Linked DNA regions of Mus musculus: region 2 is linked to region 1. The links are chromatin contacts, called in public Hi-C maps. All regions are on one chromosome and are shown on one strand. The core of a region is the stretch at or near the end of the contact, and the rest is flanking DNA. Distances in the headings are between cores, read along the strand shown. Region 1 has its middle 23 kb from the start of Gm35696. Region 2 holds the start of Tbk1 (TANK-binding kinase 1).

Region 1 (2,868 bases), core at 208-2,707:
TGACACCTGCATACATTCCCCCCATTATTCTTCAATCAGCACTATTACCCAAATGTCTCCTTGCTTTCTAAGACCCAGAGCCACAGACTCAATGAGCCTGAAAGTTCTTGCGTCCTTTTAGGAAGAATCTGAACACCAAGACACACATGTCCTTGATATTTATAACTGGTCAAAATAACGCTGGAGTCAGTGTTCCATCTGTCACCGAGAATCAGACCTTCCGAGCTGTCCCGTAAACTGTGGTTTGCCATCCTTTCTTTGTTCAACTCATGCTACATTTGAAAGAAAGCACATTTGCCTACAAAAAAAACAGAACTTCCTAGGGAACTGCTTACAAATGTACTCCGATGGCGAGAAACGCAAACAGAGGGCCTGCCTGAAGTGTTCATCCCTGACCCCTCAGAACCAGCTGGGTCCTGCAACATCAAAAGCATAAGCAATTGATTCCAAGTGGGTCCCCAATCCCTCCCAGCATCCCTGGGGCCCTCAGACATCTGACCTGAGCGGAAGGCTTACCCGGTCTGTGGGTTTTCTTCACCTGAAAGTTGATTTTATCCGAGAGCTTATAAATCGCAGTCCCCATCTCTGAGCTGAGCCCAGCCCTGCTGTGTAGCACGGAGAGACAGCTGAGGATGACAGGCTGAGCCAGTCAGCCTTACTCAGAGCCTACCAGGCAGGGGCCCGGCCTCAATCCAGTCAGGGCTCCGTGTATTTTTCTAACAGGCCACCAGCATGCCCAGCCAACTCATTTCAGCACCGTTCCTACTTTCGTACCTGTGTCTGGTCCATAAACTACACTGGAAAAGGACGAGAGACTCTTGGGTTGGTTAGAGGTGCCTAGTACATACGACTAGTTAAGAGAGCCTCGGACTCAGCTGGATGTTCGGCAACTTTATAAAACCCCCTCGGTTTCTGCATTTCTTCTGTAAATTGAGGGAGATGATAGTGCCCATCGGACTCAGGTTATCTTTATCTTTATGGTGCCCCAGATTGAACTCACTGAGCCTTGTACACGCTAGAGGCTAGACAAGCCCCGCCTACACCTGAGCTCCATCTGCAGTCATGGAGGCCAGAATGGGTGGTTGGTTGGATCTTTTGGAGATGAGTTACAAGCACTTGTGAGCTGCCTGGGGTGGGTGCTGGGATCCGAACTATAGTGCGCTGGAATACTCTTAAGGGCTGCACCATTTCCTGACCGAATTATTAATAGACGTGGAAAATGCATTCGTAGCTTATCATGGGATGCGCCCGGCGAGGGTGAACCACTGATTTTAATGGAGTCTAATGAAACCCGGCTGACTGACTGGGGTACTAGTTTCTAGATACTTCTAAGTATGCTAGGAACTCCCTACATCACGTGATTAATTAGATGCAGGTTCTCGGGGTCGGAGGAGGGGAACACTGTAGTGATAGTCAAGAACTGAGACGGGAGGAGAGGCTGCCTAAAGGAGCTCCAGCCAGGCTCAAGCGTGCAGGGTTTTAGTCCCAGACGCAGTCTGCAATCCGCGCCAGAGGAGGGCGCCGCTGGGCGCGTCCTGGCTCAGCATCCCCGGAGCAGCGCAGCCTGGGTAGGTGAGAAATCCTACCGGGAAATGTGCTTTTCTACCCCTGAGCTCCGCCTTCTGCTGGCCACCACTTTTATCCCTTGGTTACTCTTCCCTCCCCCCACCCCCCACCCCCGCAAGGACGCTTCTCTGGTGTTCTGAAGTGAGGAAAGCGGATTTTTACCGAAGTCCGATCAGCAGAGTGACGCTGCCAGGATTTGGTCAAATCCCCCAACCGCACAAAAATAGCAGTTCTTTTTCTCTCAGCTGGCTCTGTCACTCAGCGGCAGCGTGATCTCCCCGGCCTCGGTTGTCACCTCTATGAGATGAGTGATGCTTCTAGGGGACCTCTGAGAGCCCTTAACACATCTCTGCGTGGAGGGCAGGCGAACCATCAAGTCGCCAGAAACCAGCAGCTGACAGTAGTCTATCTTTCTTAATTTTTTTTGCGGTTCTGGGAACTGAACGTAGGTCTTACATGTGTTAGGCAAATTATCTACCACTAAGCTGTTTTTCAGCCACAACAATTTCTTTCGAAACAAAACTAGAAAATTAGGGAGTGGCATTCAACATTCCAAAGGTTTTTTTGTTTTTGTTTTGGTTTTTCGAGACAGGGTTTCTCTGTATAGCTCTGGCTGTCCTGGAACTCACTTTGTAGACCAGGTTGGCCTCGAACTCAGAAATCTGCCTGCCTCTGCCTCCCAAGTGCTGGGATTAAAGGCGTGCGCCACCATACCCGCTTAAAATTCCAAAGTTTTGTTTTTGTTCTTTCCAGAAAACAAAAATGTGGTTTAAAAAAAACCACAAAAACGTTCATTCTGGGAAAAATAGTAATTGACAATAGCACCACCATGTTAATGTGATTCATGTCACCAAGTCCTGTATCTTAAATGGTTAAAATGTGTAATTCCAGCCTTTAGAATGAAGGATTTCATCTGAGGTCAGCCGGGGATACACAGACACACTCTCTCTCCGTCTCTGTCTCTAAAAAGGAGGGCAAATCTTGCGTTATATACACTTTAACACAGTAAAAACATAAAGAGCACTCTTCAAACGCAGTATGTTGTCACCAGCCTGTAACTAGCACCCGGGAGGCTGAGGAGAAAGGGTCATGAGTTCAAGACCACGCTCAGCTTACACAGTGGAATTCAGAACCAGCCCGGGCTACATGTTGCCGGCCATAACAACAAACCCAAACCAACCAACCAACCCCCACAACAACAACACATCCCGGAGGAGACCAGAGAACACAGAAGGCAGTCCACACACATTGCTCAACTGACTTCAAACGCAGAAAGGCAGGTCAGCAGAGAAGGGCTGGTCC
Region 2 (2,868 bases), core at 158-2,657, 53 kb after region 1:
ACACACCAAGTATATATTACCAAATCCTAAGATGTACCAACTGCAGACTTGACTTTTAACACAAGAAGGCCATGCAACCGAATAGATGGCACCAACACCAGACAGATCAGACTCCTTTAAGACTGTTGTGAGGTCAGATAGCAAGTCCATTTCCAGTAAGCTAGAACTCTGATCTTCCAAGTTAGGGTCCTGGGAAATGCCCAAGAGTCCAAGGTTCGACAATCTCTTACACAGTACTTATACTTAGAATTTTATCACCTATGTAATTTAGATAAGAAATTGTACAGCCATCTGTCTATTTGAAGTAAGCAAAAAAGGAACCCTTTTCGAAAACAACAAATGCACTTACCACTTAACTACGTACGCTCCATTCAAGGGGCGATAAACCCAAATATGTAACGGGAAACCTTCCCTAATTGATGCTGCACTGCTGTTAAATAACTGTAAAGGACAGATTCATCACCAAGTGCGCATATGTCTCTAGTGGGTAGCTGAAAACATATTTATCAGCTAAGATATATAAGATAAGCTCTCTCTCTATACCAATATAAAAAGATGGGTCCGCAATAGTAATGGTCTGAAACTTTTCCAGGAACCCCCTCGGGACTAAAACATGACTCAGCACACCCAACGGATGCTTGCTATGTAAATCTCCCCAAATCCTGACAAGTGTATTATCTGGCATTCAACAAGTAAGTTATCTGTGATTCTGTAGGCAGTCTACTTCCTTTGATTGCTTAAAGCGAAAGTTACCGAGGATAAAACAGGTCTGGTGACATGGTGTAGGGACAAAAGTTCCAGGATTTCCCAACTCTCCCTCTATGTCACCCATTTACTCCGTAGATAGCAGAGGTCCCGGAATGGGAAAGGTCGGGTTTTGACAGTTCTCGGGGGAGAATCCGTCTTGGGACGCCTGACAGAAAACACCAGGGGAATGGATCCGGGAAATAAATCCAGCAGGTCGGGGAGGAACGAGAAGACAGGGGGGTTTGCATTTCGCTGTGTACATTAAAAACGTCTGGTGCCGGTATCCTCGGGTGAGTCAACCCTCGGGAACGCCAGTCCGTCTAAAAACTGCCGGCGGCGGCAGCTGGACCAAGGGTGGGAGCGGCGAGTCAACTCCGGCCAGGGCAGCCCCGGTGCCCGGGCGGCCGCCAGGGCCCATCCCGGGCGAGCGCGAGGCTGCGGGGCTCCCGGGGCCGCGGCCCCGCGCTGACTCAGCACGCCGCCTCCCCGACCCCTGGGCGCGCCCCCGCCCGGCCCCTCCGGCCCCGTCCGCCCCCACCGGCCTCCGCCCGCCCCTCTTACCCCGCGAGTGTCCGCCGCGTACAGCCCGCGGCTCCCGGGCCTTCTCGCGCCCCAGGCTACTTCCGGCTTCGCCAGCCCGGGCCACGGAGCACGTGACCGAGTGCGGGGCGCGCCTGCGCGTGCGTACTCCGCGGCGGCCGAGCTCGCTGGGCTGCAGTCTCCAGTGCGGGCGGGAGGAGCTAAGGGAGTGCGGGGCGGCCGGCGTGCGGCAAGGAGGTGACGCCCACGGCCACCCGTGGACAGCGGGCTGGCCGCCGATCGCTTTCGCAGAGTAGATGGGGCGGGTTTGTGTTTCAACGTCGCTTGGCTGCTGCGTGAAGCAAGTATCCGTTCATGCCATCAGTACTCTTTAAGTCGCTTTCAGTTTCTGTTTTTGAAAATGGTAACACTGGAGACTTGAACTTGACAACTTAAGAGGTAAACTGCTGTATGATCAGGTCCTGCTCAAGCAGGCATTCCTTACAAGGATTTGCTTCCAAGGAAGCACGATGCACCAAATTCCTCTTTCTACCTAAGGCACCCTCCAGACCGAGGGCGAGCAGATCTCCGAGGACGGGAGCCGGGAGTGGTTAAGGGCTGGCAGAGGCGTTGACTGAAACAGGGGGCTGAAGCTGAATCTCTGCCCACTTCTAATCCGTTTTCATCAAACTCAAAATGGAGATTTTAAAAGGCCCACTCCAATGACTTCTTAGAAAGTTATTTTATTAGAATTTTAGACAGTTTAGGCAACAAGACCATTCTAACCGCAAATGCACGTCTTACAATAGAATATTTCAGTTCTGTTAATGACATGACAGATTCATCCAAGTTTCTTCCAACAAAAAACCCAACGTTCAAAAGTTATGAAGTATGACTAAGCCAAAGGACTTCACATGTTTACCACAGAAGTGATACACAGTAAAATACCACATAATACTTCTAAAAAAGTCAAGCCACTTGTGAAACTATTAGCAAGCACAGAGACGGAAACTCCACTGGTTAGGCACAGGACTAACTCAGGCACCATAAAACCCTCTGTCTTCTCACCTGTAACAAATGAGATTCCCTAGAGAGAATTATTTGGGTGCTTGCTTTTAAAAATCAGGTACTCAATGACGGAAAGGCTTCTTGGTCATGACGGTACTTGGGTAATCTCAAGGAATGAAGATGAGGATCATTAGACATGATTACATTAAAATTAAGTTCCTTATGTATATGCTCTGATTTCCATGTCCTGATTTCTCAGGTCTAAACACATGAACCCTCTGTAGGGCTTTAGAGAGCCGTGTATGGACTCGATAGTACAGTAATACAAGCTAATACTGAGACCTGTGTTTTAATTCATTGGATTCTTTACAAGTTATGAGGTAGCTACCACTGTTCCCCATTTCTGACGGGGAAACCAAGGCAGGAAGAAGTTATTTAACTTGCTCAAGGTCCTAAAATCGGTTACTGGTGTTAAGTGGTGTTTGAATCTACTTAAATCTGGATCCAGAGTCCTCGTTATACAAGCTCGTAACTGCTGTGCTCTGCTACACACTAATTGTACACTTGTACAATTCTGCTGTGTCCCACAGATGC

Evidence for each region. Hi-C and Micro-C count contacts between places; a contact is called where the count stands out from the background.
Region 2: a contact with region 1 is called in a Hi-C map of cerebral cortex, with 4 times the contacts expected there. The contact joins the promoter of Tbk1 here to the enhancer-like site in region 1. A contact is called at or near these places in 1 of 15 datasets of contacts at CTCF or cohesin (CD8 T cells), 16 of 484 Hi-C or Micro-C datasets (the HL-1 cell line, the N1E-115 cell line, bone marrow-derived macrophages and 11 more), 8 of 115 datasets of contacts at active chromatin or transcription factors (the 230-238 cell line, CD8 T cells, the SCID.adh cell line and 3 more) and 1 of 9 other capture datasets (adipose tissue).

The regions. Positions count from the first base shown.
Region 1 is chr10:121,531,839-121,534,706 of GRCm38.p6, forward strand. No RefSeq gene overlaps it. Among named protein-coding and RNA genes, the nearest start is that of Gm35696, 23 kb to the left of the region's middle. Within about 2 kb of position 1,458, at least 27 of the 459 cell types and tissues checked have an H3K27ac peak or open chromatin away from gene starts, as enhancers often do. A contact at or near this core is called in cerebral cortex and muscle stem cells, where this site is marked.
Region 2 is chr10:121,585,387-121,588,254 of GRCm38.p6, forward strand. It overlaps Tbk1 (TANK-binding kinase 1), which reads right to left and starts at 1,408. Exons shown (of 21, transcript NM_019786.4): 1 at 1,309-1,408. Xpot (exportin, tRNA (nuclear export receptor for tRNAs)) reads right to left here. Exons shown (of 25, transcript NM_001081056.2): 25 at 1,994-2,868.